Regions from separate parts of the Astyanax mexicanus genome. Here region 2 is linked to region 1. Evidence: chromatin contacts called from public Hi-C data. All regions are on one chromosome and are shown on one strand. The core of a region is the stretch at or near the end of the contact, and the rest is flanking DNA. Distances in the headings are between cores, read along the strand shown.

Region 1 (3,606 bases), core at 822-3,321:
ACACACCCGTCACATTTAGTACTTTTTCTTCATTTCTTTTATTTATTACATTGTTGATTAATAATGAATACATCTATACTATGAAGGAACACATGTAATTATGTAGTCAACAAAAACACTTTTACTGTTGAACACAATGAACGCAATGCATTTGATTATATGCAAGTAGACAATTAGAAGTTAGCCTTAGCATTTGTTTGTTTAGATAGCAGGAGGCAGGCTACCTTTCTCTGTCACATGTGATCTACAGTGGTTTTCTGTGCTCTTGATATGGCTTTTTTTAATGTAGTACTCGCAAAATGCAGCATCGTGCGCTGTACTGCATTGAGGAATCAAACTCAGATTGCTCAGGGTCATGAAGCATCTGCGTGCATGAACGTGCGCTCGTGGCATCAGTGTGGAACGGGATGTATGTTCAGGGTTCGTACGGTCCTAAAAAGGTAGTTAGTTACATTAATAAACCTAAATAGCTTCTTTGAATCTTACCACTATTTTCATTGTGAACATAAAGAAATATAAAAAATAGAAGGGAAAAAGAAAATGTACATAGATGTAAAACTGGACAAATGACTATTACTGTATTTCTTATACTATAAAGCACATCTAAACACTTTAAACTCTTAAAACATGTTTAAAAATGCGTGCGCCTAATAATCTGGTAGGCCTATGAATTCTAGCAGTAAGGTTGTATGTAGCAGTAAAGCCACTTCGCTAAAGTACTGCGTTATGAAGTAGTTTGAATAAAGTTGCTAACCACAGTAGCACTGTTGAGCGGCATTTACTAGCGCTAAGTGCTGCTAACTACGGCTAGTGCTGCTAACTGCTCTAAATTATGGGAAATCTAAGCTTACTGTAAATAAACGGAAGCGCTTTACTCACCCAATTAAACAGTTTTCAGGAGAGAAATGTGTGTAGATTAACATCCAACACTCGATTGACTTGAAAAAAAAATGTTTTTTTTTTTACTTCCCAGTGGCGAGACCTGCTGAATTAGAAGGGAAACATGGCGACACCCTTGTTCCTTACTATTGTTGCTCACAATGTGCCTTGCGTAAAAAATTAGACCAGAAAACAGACGTTCATTTATAGTGTGCCTTATAATATGGTATAATATGATTCTAGTGCAAAAAATACGATAGCTCTCTAAACACATTTAATTACTTACAAGTTAGGATTTGACACATTTTATTATTGAAGATCATGTGCCAGCATAGTTTTAAAAATGTTTTTAGAAAAACTAACATCTTTTCATCCTTTTAGTTGATCAATTGATTTTTAGTGTTGTCATGGAAACGTAATGAAAAAGTAATGGAAACGTGTTACATTGCAAATGTTCTTTTCAACTTAAAACAAGGGTAATGTATCTTTCTATCTTTTCTCCTCTCATTGTCTTCCTTATTTCTCTCTCCTCTCACTGTCTGTACTTCTTTTATTCTATGTGTTGTAACTTTCCTTTAAACAGTTTAAACCAGCTTTTAAAATGTATGAGGTTCCTCAAAGTAGCTATTGCTGAGCTTGGATAAGAGAGGTGGGATAAATTGAAAGTTCAGTTATTTTTCAGTACTGCTGTTTAGAAGAAAATTAGACTTAGACTTGTACTTGCATGGTTTACAGGGAGGGTTCACAGGACCAGGGAAACAATTGGCATCGTAGATTGATTGATTGATTGATTGATTTTGAATTTTGGTTATGTAAATGTTTGAGGCTATAAACTGCTCACTGTCCAATACAGTAGACATCCCTAGATAAACATTTACTTTTGTCCAAAATAGCATTCTTTAACTTGACCCCTCTGCCCCTCTGTGTCTCCTCACTTCACTTCTCTGTTAGCTGTGTGATTATGATGGGCGCTCAAGAAATACAGCACCTAAAGTTAGCATGAGCCATACCCTGCGCTAATATTATCTGACATTTCCTGTGAAAGACATGCTGTACTTGATTTAGCAACAATTTCTTCTATTCTGTTTCTAAGTCAGTTCTACAGTCATGATGTTGGACATAATAGCAAAGATGTGTTCTCGCCATTCAAAGACGTTTGAAAGTCAGAGCGGGCCGCAGGGCGGCGCGGGGGGTGGGTGAAATGATTTGCATTGCCGCGAGCTTGGCCCAAATTCCAGGCATAGTTACTAAAGCGAATCTGGCATGGCTTTCTGCCAGCGTCCAGCTTGCCGTCCTCTTTCATAAATGGTGTCATCTTTCCATTCCAGACCAGGCCAGACTGCCTGTGACCTGAGTTCAGGTCAGACGTGTTGGAGCTACCTTGGGGTTTGTGTCGAACATAAACATAGTCTTTCCTAACAAGAGCCGCGGCGACGCTCGGGTGTTAGAATATCCTCTTCCTGAAAGCATTATCTGCCTGCGTTGTGGTATTTCAGACATTCGGGTGGGGATTAGAACCGTGACACGGAAATCTTTATCTTTCTCTGCTTTAAATATTATCCTGTCAGCCCAATGATAGACGGCGAGCTAAACAGTACACATCACATGACTGCGTGTATGTGTGTGTCTGGTACTGTACTAGCCACAAAGGAACATTGGAGTGGCTGTTTGGCTCAGATTGAATTGCGTATTGAACGCCAAAATGGGACTGCACAGCTGTCCATCATGCTTTGCTTTAAGTGGCTTCACTGCATCATGTTGACTGCTGTAATAAACTGTCTGTAGAGGCTTTTACTGACACCTTCTGCAGTACATGTTGCAGTCAGGTCAGTAAGTATTTGTACAGTGATATTTTTTTAAATGTGATGCTGTAATGTAATCAATTAAAATATGATTGATATGTAAACTTTAGGCTTAAGGCATTAAACAGTTTAATAACAGACACACACACTTAAACTAAAAATCTTATAAGAGATGCTTACATATTCATACATTTAACAAGATCAAAACATTGTTTTTAGCTTCCTTGGGACATGGCCAAAGTCATCGTTCGGGGTTAATCAGGGTTGGGTACTGTTTTAAAATTTCCAATACTGTCAGGATGGCCCGGCACAACAGAGACAAGTGCAGATGTAAAACAATGCAGATTTTATTTCCAAAAAATATACTATATTCCATATAAGTATGTACAGGTTGACCCTAAGCGGTCTTCAGCACAGTGATGGTGTGTCGACAGTGATGTGGATGAATCATTAGAAGTAGAGCCAGACTTTAGAACACTTTGACATGTTAAACCCTCTGTGTGTGCTGTCTGCATTTCTGTACACACTTGTGCACACTTGTTGACATGTTTTTTTTTTTACCTTGATGTGCATGCTCTCTGCGTATGGCACATTTATTTGCGTTTCATGCAAACCATTGAAAATAAGCATAATTTTTTTTTTTACCTTTCGGAACACGGCGGTACTGAAAAAATACTGGGGTGGGCGTAAACACGAGGTAACCACATGGCCTACATGGCCTTGTAAACACAGCAGCAGACAGAAAGCTGTGGAACTCCGTCCAGCATAGTTTTGTGCGGACATTTCCAGTTAAAGCCAAATTAATGCTTTTAATCCAAGAAAAAACTCTTATTTACATGTTAAAAGCCATTTAAATGGCAGATTAAAGGGTCAATTATTGTTGTTTCGCTGTTTTTATTTCCTTTTGCTGGCCTTTTCCAGTGCT
Region 2 (3,606 bases), core at 667-3,166, 53 kb before region 1:
TACTAGTGTGAACTCCTTGGCTTTGGAAAAATGAATGCAGCCAAATAAATGCTTAATTTATCACATTTTACACACATATACGAATATCCAACAGCCTTATCACATATCCCATTTTCTCTGTGATAATCTCTAATAGTTATAACACAACAACAAGCTGTGTTCCATGTTGCTGCTTTGCCAGGCTAGAGAACAGAGCGATTCCTTCAGGTCGGCCCATAGAGACCAGTCAGACTCTATCTTGCTGTGCTCCTTCGGCTTAATTAACCATGCACATGCCCACTCCACACCCGCCAGACCATAATGAGCTTGTTGGCATGGGAGGGTGCGTCTACCCGTCTCTTCACTCCCCAACTCTGTCTCCATCTTCTGAACGGAAAAACAGTGCCTCTTCCAGCTGTGGCTAACAGTGCAGTCCTTTTCTTGCCTCTGGGCAAACGGTGGAATTGATTGAGTGAATCAGTCTATAGGTGATTAAAGGTACATTCGCTCACAGCTGTTTCAGCTGAGCCTGTAGATCCTGTACACTCACACGACGGCATCCCAGGTGGTCCCATCAAGGTTCAATTGGTGATAAATTTGGTGATGGGGCAGGCCAAGAAATATATATATATATATATATATATATATATATATATATATATATATATATGTATATATATATATATATATATATATATATATATATATATATATATATATATATATATATATATATATATACATATATATATATATATGTATATATATATATATGTATATATATATATATACATATATATATATATACACATATATATATATATATATATATGTACCTATAACTACCTATAACTACTACTTTTAACTACTTTTAAGTACAATAACATATTTATGAACCCATATGAAGTGAACCTCATGGAAATAAGATTAAATAAAAAAAATTAAAATATATTTTTTTAATATATATAAAAACGTTTAAATGTAAAACATACTTTAATCTTCTTTTATATACATAAAAACATATATACTACCGACGCTTACTATGGAGGACGAAAAATGACATGACAAGTATAAATAAATAAATTCACATATAAATTTATTTATGAATAAATAAATATATAAATAAATAGCTAAATAAATACATGCATAAATAATTGGAAAGATAAATAAATAAATAAATAGATTTCATATATTCATATATTTATTGATTGATGTATTTCTACATTTATTTATTTATTTTATATATCTGCATTTAATTATTTAATTATTTATTTCAACATTTTTACATTGATTTATTTATTTAATTATTTATTTCAACATTTCTACATGTGTTTATTTATTTATTTAGTCAATTACTTATTTTAACATTTATTTAATTATTCATTTACGTATTTCAACATTTCTACATTTAGTTATTTATTTCCACATTTCTTCATATATTTATTTCTGTATGCCTGCATTTGTATGTTAGAATCTGGTTGCCTCTGTTTGATTCACATTCCTGCTTTAAAGCGAGGATAGGACCGCCTTCCTAATTACCATACAGATGCAGAAATAAATAAATACATGAAGAAATGTGGAAATAAATAAATGTAGAAATACATTAATAAATAATTATGCAAATACATGCAGAAACACATAAATCAATAAATAAATATATAAATAAACAAATGCAGAAATACATCAATCAATAAATATATAAATAAACAAGGTCCATACATGAAAATATGGAAATAGAATTTTAAGTGTGTACTTTTTCATGACAAAATGTACTTATTTATTTATTTATACAATTATTAATGCGTGTATTTATTTATCTATTCATTTTTATGTGCATTTATTAATTTATATTTATGCCATTTTTCGTTCTACTGTCTTAATCCTGTCACCCTTTGCGGGCAGCGAAGTGCTGGGTGTCGCTCTGCGCATGCGCGTCCCTCTCTCGGTAAGTGAGTTAGTCAAGTTAGTTAGGTTATGTTAGGTAATGCCTTTTCGTTCCTATCAGTTTAAATCCTCCCGCATTACTTTGCTTCTATTTGTACTTTCTTTAATGAAGAATGTAGCGGGTATCCCGAGGGCACTGCGCTATGCTGCGCCACGCTGGGTGATATTAGAGCTTAATAGTGTTTGAAAGAGGGCTGAAGAAGACAGGAGAAGTCACCTGAAGAAGAAGAGAAGCGCTCTCGGGTTTTCTTATTTATCTGAGCTCCTGTCGGTGTGAATGTGCCCTTCGCCCCGGGCTTTATCTGCGGACTGTAACGCTAGGTTAGATTAGTTAACTAGCTACTGCGCCATCTAAAAACCAACCGTGCTGGAGGCTAGCTGCTGTTTTAAAGGACACACGCGCCCTTGTCACAACTTTTTTTTTATGTTAAGACGACATTAGAACGATATTTATCACGTTCGTCCGGTTTTTGGTGGCATTTTTGGGTAAAGTGGAGGGAGGGAAAAGTTCAGGCTCCTCTGGCTGCGGCAGCTTTTAACGTTGGTTACGTTAACTTACGTTAGTTAGCTAGGTTAACTCGCGTTAACTAGCTTTCGCCTAGTTAGCTAGCTAGCGAAGTTAACGTTAACTGGCTATGCTAACTAGTTAGTTTAGCTAGCTAGCTTTTTTTTCTAAACGCGCGTCGTTGACACCGAGCTAATGCGGGGTGTGTCTGAAACGTCAGATGTGCTGCCTAGTTAGTGAGCATTCTGAGGCAGGAAGGCACCCAAGCTTGTCTGAAGCGAAGTTTAACCAGTAATTTAACACTAGCCTTCTGGTTTAATGTGTTTAAATGCTAGCTAAAAGCTAATGAAAACACTCAACAGCCAAACATACACAATTAAACAGCAGTGAACTGTTTATAGACTGCCAGCGTCAGGACCTGCGTATTTTATCCCCTTTTGATTCGGATACACGAATCTTAATCACTACACTGCCTTCTAAGTGATATATCTAGGTTAGCTAACTAGTTAACCTTGCTAGTGTTGAGCAGCAAGAGCATCAAGTCAGTCAGTATTTCTTGCGGGTTAGAAACAGGAGTAATGTAATGTAAGCCGGGGTGTTCTGTCGAGTTATGCTACCTTGTCAAACCGCGCTACCCTAGTAGTACAGTACAACTGTAAAAATGCAAAAGAAGTACTATATTAGAGCATGTTCCTAGTGGAATCACAGTAGATGTGGTTAGCTTTAGTATATTTGGATAGCATAAATCACTGTATAAATTTAAAGTTACGGCAATGAGAGATCATTACAAACTGCTTTTGTATTGCTTATTATATTTTAAATACTAACTATTGCATTTTTTTTATTATTAATAATTTAAATTTACACTTTTTTCTGTAATGACTGAGTCCAGGTTGTAACAGATTCATTATTAAAAAAAACGAGAAATAATAAAAAAAAAAAGTGTACGTCGGCGCATGCGCAGTGCCTTTAGGAAGCACTTATTTATGGGTAGCACAAATCGACAGAACACCGGCGAAGCTGCAGCTAGGCAAATCGTGTGATATAACTAGGTTATAACCTATCCTAAGTTATCTAGGTTATCTTTGTTAGCTAACTATTGGTTATAAACAATTCTGTTCTAAAAGCATCAGACAACTCTAGGTAGCGTTAGCTAACCTAACTTGTTATAAGCTGAC

The links. Hi-C and Micro-C count contacts between places; a contact is called where the count stands out from the background.
Region 2: a contact with region 1 is called in a Hi-C map of muscle, with 3 times the contacts expected there. The contact joins the promoter of LOC103044415 here to the enhancer-like site in region 1. A contact is called at or near these places in 2 of 3 Hi-C or Micro-C datasets (both in muscle).

What each region holds. Positions count from the first base shown.
Region 1 is chr17:20,936,321-20,939,926 of AstMex3_surface, reverse strand. All of the region lies in intron 2 of LOC103044415 (glucocorticoid receptor), which reads left to right. Among protein-coding and RNA genes, the nearest start is that of LOC103044415, 52 kb to the left of the region's middle. Within about 2 kb of position 2,071, the one cell type or tissue checked has an H3K27ac peak away from gene starts, as active enhancers do.
Region 2 is chr17:20,988,789-20,992,394 of AstMex3_surface, reverse strand. It overlaps LOC103044415 (glucocorticoid receptor), which reads left to right and starts at 1,916. Exons shown (of 9, transcript XM_022676219.2): 1 at 1,916-3,606.